2 separate regions of the Mus musculus genome follow, and region 1 is linked to region 2. The links are chromatin contacts, called in public Hi-C maps. All regions are on one chromosome and are shown on one strand. Each heading gives the region's core, a stretch centred on a gene start, on an enhancer-like site or on the middle of the called end of the contact. The rest is flanking DNA. Distances are from core to core; before and after follow the strand shown.

The links. A called contact is a pair of places that touch in the nucleus more often than the background predicts.
Region 1: a Hi-C map of nephron progenitors shows a contact between it and region 2, with 2.6 times the contacts expected there. The contact joins two enhancer-like sites. A contact is called at or near these places in 3 of 484 Hi-C or Micro-C datasets (nephron progenitors and uterus) and 2 of 115 datasets of contacts at active chromatin or transcription factors (embryonic fibroblasts and fibro-adipogenic progenitors).

Annotation. Positions count from the first base shown.
Region 1 is chr16:15,258,122-15,261,513 of GRCm38.p6, forward strand. No RefSeq gene overlaps it. Among named protein-coding and RNA genes, the nearest start is that of Gm41423, 150 kb to the left of the region's middle. Within about 2 kb of position 1,605, at least 14 of the 459 cell types and tissues checked have an H3K27ac peak or open chromatin away from gene starts, as enhancers often do. A contact at or near this core is called in nephron progenitors, where this site is marked.
Region 2 is chr16:15,082,535-15,085,866 of GRCm38.p6, forward strand. It overlaps the pseudogene Gm46561. Among named protein-coding and RNA genes, the nearest start is that of Gm41423, 30 kb to the right of the region's middle. RefSeq lists an enhancer at 2,058-3,174. Within about 2 kb of position 2,012, at least 109 of the 459 cell types and tissues checked have an H3K27ac peak or open chromatin away from gene starts, as enhancers often do. A contact at or near this core is called in nephron progenitors, where this site is marked.

The DNA of each region.
Region 1 (3,392 bases), core at 355-2,854, 180 kb after region 2:
CTACACTACAAATTCTACCAATCAACAAAATTCTACCCAAGCCAATAAAAAGGACTTAAATTTTTCTGGAAAGATATGGAGTGTATTCTCTATAGAGATCATAAAATACAAGGCTCAGAACTTCTCTATTTATAAAACAAAGTTACTAATAATTTCCTAAGCCAGGGAGGAAAAACTTATCCCGGGATGTACACAATCCTTCATATGACATTCATGAACAGCAACCCTCTAGGTCAAACATTGTATCTTTTTAAGAATTATTTTTATTTTCTCTTTTCTCTCTCTATCCCCTCCAACCAGGTAGGAGCAAGAAAGGATTCCAAGACACACAGCAATTTGAGTTGATCAAGAACCACTAGCATCTAAGATAGTCGGAGCTGATGCCCACAGCAGCAGACAGAAGTCCGGGCTGCACTGCAATGCTGTTTACAGTCCTGTAGCTCAAAAGTCCTCCTCCTGCTTGAGCTACCCCTGAGCACATAAGGAAATCCTGCTTGTCTCCCCATAAACAGCCACTACCAAACAAAACTCTGAGCATTGTCAGCAAGCTGGGTGCAAATTCTGAAAGGAAAGAAAAGCCAGGGTTATGCAGAAGAGCCCCCCACGAAGCACAAAGGCCTCACTTGTGGGAATTTCCTTCTCTCAGCAGAAGAAAGAGAAAACCCTGGGCTCCATCCAAACCATCCGAAGCCAAAGGCACCTTCATGGTCTCTGGGGCAATATCGTTTCAAACAATTCTGTCACAGAGGTGGAGGGAATTAGACTTGGGGGTGAGTAAAATACTGATATATCAAGTTGTCCTCATGGAAAAGACATGCCATGTTATTTCTGAGATGGGTAATTTCGAGAAGATGGTATTTCTTCTGAGAGTTCAAACTTAGTACCAAAGCTATTCATTTGTCTCTCTGTAGCAGTTTGTCAATGAAGAAAGAGAAAAACAAATTCAGATAGATGCCATATTGTGATGACTAATTTTGACGATCAACTTGGTTGAATTAAAATATACCTGGGACATTATGGAGACATTTGAAAAATGCAAGTAAATTTGTTGAAATAGATATGTTTTTTATGTGACATTTAATTAGAATAGTAATTTTTGTAAAGGTCCCCAAGGTATGCCTGCCATGGTAGCTGCAGGACACCAAGCCCAAGATCTCTGGTCCCCAAGGACACACTCAGGAAAATACCATGGTTCACAGAAAAATACCACGGCTTCATAAATTTTTATTAGAGCACTAGTCCAGAAGAGTTGACAGAAATAGCTCTTTTCCTACTAATATATGTAAGATCGAAGATCACAAATGCATTGTGGCTTGTAAAGAGGGAGTGTCTGGTAGAAGATGGAAACGCAGAGAAAAAATAGGGTCTGTGTAAGGAGAGACAAAGGCTGCAAACTGAGAAGACAGCCTGGGAGTCACTTTGAAGGGATCTCATAAAAGTGCTGTTTGTTGGAAATGAGGAGGAAGTGAAGGCAGCTTTGGCACACGTGGCTGGTGTGCTAAATTAACTGTTAACACAAATAATCAAAGTGCAAGACCCATTCAGGGGCTGGCGCCAGTGAATGGGAAAGAGCTGCTGCAGGTGGAGGCTGGCCGACTGTGACAGCCTGGGAGTCAGCCACTGAGCCCCTGGGGACCTTTGTAGTGTGAGGTGGTAGAAGCAGTGAAGGAACATGCTGGTAGACCTGGATCTAAAGCAAAGTGGGCGAAGTTCAGACTTAAGTCTGCGACCCAGGACTGGGGCAGTTGGTCGGTAGGATCAGAGAATGGGAACATATTAGGGAACCAAACCAGAGGCCTGGAGGGCTGTGGTGAGCCAGGGACTGAGGTTTCTCTTTCTGCTGTCACCAGAGTGAGGTGCACGATCTCTGAAGCCCTAAAAGCCAAGAAGCTGTAAAGATAAAGGGACACCACTATTAAAGGGGGACATGGAATAACTGGACACAAAAAGATGTCAAAGTTAGAAGCTGGAAGCCATGGTAGTGCCAAAAAGCCAAGCCTCGGGTATCTGTAACTGGGGTTCCCAACTCTCCTGAGAACACTGTGCTGGGAAAATCCCAGAAGCAAAGCTATAGGAACTTTGTTTCCTGTGTAAACGCGCCTTCTTTCCAGCAACTGACGGACTGTGATGCTTTCTGGCACTGCTCTTCAGCCTTGCTCTGAAGGGGTGTGTGCAGTTTTCAGGGAGGATTTGAATGGTTGCATTTAGGACTGGCTGGCCTGGGAGAATCCTGGGAGAATCAGAATTGTGAAGGAGTCCAGATGTCTGACAAAGTTAGATGAATACTGGCCTCCCTCTCCACAAAACAAGAGGGAATATATCTCTTTTCTAACAAGCTAGAAAAAAATGTTCAAGGGTGCCTTTCCTTTTATCTTGGAATCAGAGGGTACTTGCTAGAGAAAACTGTCTGTGGTGGTCTGAAGGAGAATGCCTCCCATAGGCTAATATTTCAGTACCTAGCCACCAGGGAGTGGAACTATTTGAAAATATTATACAAATTAGGAGGTGTGGTCTTGATGGAGGAAGAGTGTCACTACGACTGGGCTTTGAGGTGTCAAAAGCCCAAGCCAGGCCCAGTGGCTCTTTTTGCTATTTGCAGAACAGAACATAGAACTCTAGGCTACTTCTCCAGCACCATGCCTGCCTGCCATGGTGAAAATGAACTAATCTTTGAAACTGTAAAGAATGCCCAATGAAATGCTTTCTTTTGTAAGAGTTGCTCGTGGAATCTCTCCACAGCAATACAACAGTGACTAAGACACTACCTTGTGAGAAGACTCCCTAAACACTGTGTCCTTATCCAGGTGAGCCTCAAAGAAATAAAACAAGCTGAGATCAGCAATAGTCTATCAAATCCATTGCAAAGGGAAGCGGAGAACAACGAGCCAGCAGCACACAGCCCTGTGGCAGTGCCACCCAACCATCCCCTCACTGAGCACAGGCAGCCACAACTTCAACTTCCAAAAGTAAACTTGCAAGTTAAACTGAGCAGCTGCAGAATCTAGTGTTACTTATTTGTTTTGTTTTAAAAAGAAATTGATGTAACTTAAATTTTAGTTCATCTATGTCCAGCAAATGCATATACAGACAGAACCAGGCAGACAAACAGCATTTCTCCTTTTGGGAAAGACATTTAATCTCACCACAGTGAATTCAGAAACTTCAAAATACTACTTTGGTTTCTTCTTAAGCAACAGAATTGCAAGGCCCATCCTGTACAACTTCTTGGAGGACCAGAACTATGCTATGAGACAGAGGTGGACCAGACCACTCGTGCCTGAGCACACTAGCTACACACTAGTGGACAGCCCACTGCTGGAGGCTAGAGGGTGACCCCCAGTGATTCGAACCCAAGCTAATGAAGAAGCTTCCCTCCTTTAAATTCTCCCTGG
Region 2 (3,332 bases), core at 762-3,261:
TCTGATTGTTTCTCTTATACAATGACACAGGCAGATTAAACACAGAAGGTTGGAAATAAATTTATCAATAAAATAGTGATTTTAAAGCATATCTCTGTATTGATAAAATAGACTTGAAAACAAAGAAAATTGTAGAAATAGAGATAATCTCTAGTTGTAAAATATTAGTCTACAAGAAGAAATAGTAATCTTAATTAAGTAGCGAATAAAAGAATCTCAAGACACAAGAAGCAATTGAAAGACATAGATGAGTCTACAAACTACGGTTTTCAGTGCATAATCACAACTGATAGCACTTTAAGATAGAAATGTAGAAAAAAGAGGGCCTGAACAATAATGTCAACCAGCAGGACCTAAGTGATTTGCACAGAGCCTCCTATATGGAATTTAGATAGAAAACCTTTTCAAATGTGACAGGTATGTTTACTTCTGTTGGGTAAAAAAGAAAAACAAACAACAACAAACTTAAAAATACCAAAATTATACAAAATATGCTTGATTGGCCACAATGAAATCAAACTCCAAATGAATAACAGAGCTGTCAGGATATCTCTAAATAAATTTCTAAATTATTCATGAGTTAAAAGTGACATAACAAAGAAACTGTGAGGTGAAAATAGTGTACAAGAGAGTACAACCAGAAGATCATTTATCAGGAGTAGTGTATTAGTATTATTATATTATATATTATAATATATTAGTAGTATTAAAGTAGTGGTAAGGAAATATATTGTACTAAAATCTTAGAAATAACAAAAGTTTCAAATTCCTCCCTCAAGAAACTAAGGATAAGAGCAAAATAAATTTAAAGAAACACGAAAGAAATAATGTAAGTGCAGAAGTCAGCGAAGTTGAAAATATTTTAACTGTTTTCAGGAAAGAAAAACAAATGAAACAAAATTCTACAAAAAACGTAAAAACTGAAAGCTGGCAAAATTACAAAGAATGGTAATGGTGACATATTGCTAATGATAGTGAAGGCTTGCTGAGCTTGTTACCACTATAAGGCAGTAAAAGGAAACCGAAAATGCTTACACTCACAAATCCTTAAACTTAAAATCATGCTGGAACAACTATTTTGAAACAATTCTCCAGTGAGTTCCTTCTCAGGAAACTAGGCCAGCCGAGTCATTGGATATTCCTACTCTTCTTCACGTCAAAATGTATAAGGCCAGGCCTCTATTTGCTCTAAGGAAAGAGATATTGCTCTAACCAACCTCATTGCCACCAATCTGAACCTCGTCTCCATATCAAAATCAGCTAACAGCAAATTTGCCCATTCAGATCCACATTCTTTCCATCATTGTTCACCCAATTTGGAGTAATTTCATCAAAATACAGCCTGTGAGGGGGAAAAAGACACAAATTCTATGAACCCATTCAAAGTTGAGTAGCAGCCCACTGTGACTGGGCCTTTAGTTAATACAAAGTTAATACTCTGATGCAGTGTCCCTGAAACCCAGAACAGGACTCAGAACACCCTAGCACGTCACAGGACGTCACAGGAAGCTGTAACTCTTCCTCTTCCAGCCCCCAGGGCCTTCCAAAACAGCTTACACCCCACCTCTATCTGAGCAACTAGGCCCTCAGAGGTGCACACATTGCCCCCCCTCCCCCCGGAGTTTCTTTTTAAAGTCTGCAAAACCAGTCCTTGCTTGTTAGGGAAGCTCTGTCAGTATCCCAGGATGATTCTGTCAGTAGAAGTTTCTAGACATGGCTGTTAGAATTGCTTGCTGTTGAACTGGAAACATATCTATCTACATTTCATTTTAATTATCGGCGATGACAGTCCAGGCTCTGCCATCATTTTGAATTTTCCCTCTCCACTGGCCATGTCAAAACGTCTTTGTCACGGTTTTACAATTGGCTGATTTCTACTTTCATGAGGTTCTGTAGGGAAAGGCTTTAAGGGCTCACATTCTCAGGATTGGATCCCCAGCTCTGGTAAACCAGGGTGAACCCTAAACCATGGCCAGCCACGCCCTAGGAAGCCCTGTGCCCCAGGAGACAACCAGCGGAGGGCCAGGGCACAGAGCTTGGGGACCACAGCTGAATAGACACGTCCAACCTTCTACACAGAGATTCACACATGCCCTTAGCGTCGTGAACTGCAAAAGCATCTTGTTTCCAATTCTACTGTAGATAATAAAATTAGCTCCCAAATTACCAGAAACTGGAACAAGTAAACACAAAGGCAGGAGCTGGGTTGCCAAGCCTCCCCTTCCCGGCCCAGCAGAGATGAGCTGTGGCTTTGGAGCTGTTTAAATCTAAAGCAAAGCTTCTGTTTTTCTAAGTCACAGTGCTGACCCTGAGCAGATAAAGCACGCTCAGTGACATGGGGAGCAGAGCGGTTATTTTCCAGCAGGGCCAATCTGTTTACATCAGGAAATCCAGCCTGGGCGCACCGGGGCAGCGCGGAGGCGGCCCGGGAGCCGGCCTCCCTCGCGCTCGCCGCCGCGCTGCGCTGGCCCCTGGCGCTCGGCGGCTGACTCCATCCAGATGTGCCGCGGCTCCAGAGTGGCTGCCTCGCGCAGTAAATGGGCATCCGAGGCTCGTCAATCCCGGCCAGAGCAATTGCGGTCTCGCGGGCCGCCCCGCTGGCACGCGGAAACGCGCGATCCAGAGGGGACCGTGGCGGGGAAAGGGGGGAAACAGGGGCGAGGGGGAAGGGCAGCGCACCCCGGCTCAGAGAGGCGCGCTAATGACCGACCCGGGAAATGTGCCTAATACATTTGTACATTTCCTTGTAAATGTTTTACACTTTGAAAGAAAGGAGAACGCTGTATATCATTTGGAAATGTTGGCTGTCTATAGGTCCCTGTGGATATCACGGGGTTAGTACCGCTTGTAACAAGAGCAAGAGAAACATAAAAAAGTTGGGAAACACCGCCAATTAGTCATTACCAGGAGACTGTAAAAACAAGAGAAAGAGAAAGAGGAGGGAGGAGAAGAAATCAAAGAAGAAATCGCCCCGGGGGGGGGGGAAAGAGAAGAAACTAGATGAAGTTTTTGTGGTGTTCTCGGAATTGAATTGGGAAGCAGAACAGCTGGCGGCTTTCTAATCAGGAGCAACCTGCAAACCAGCCAGTTCCAGGGTGCGGACCTTCAGGAGGAGGGGCTGAGATTTCCCAAACTATACCTATTTGCTGTCCCTATAAAACTTGAGCTGGGTCAGTGGGCAGGCAGTGCGCTTTGGAGCAGAACCCAGTTGTGCAAAATCCAAGTCAGACATTTATTTCTGATCTCCTGCCGCCTACACAGTTGTTACTAGCTGAGTCGTAATAAAAAGAAGACAGGAACCATTTTTTTTACAACCCTAGACTTCTACCAAC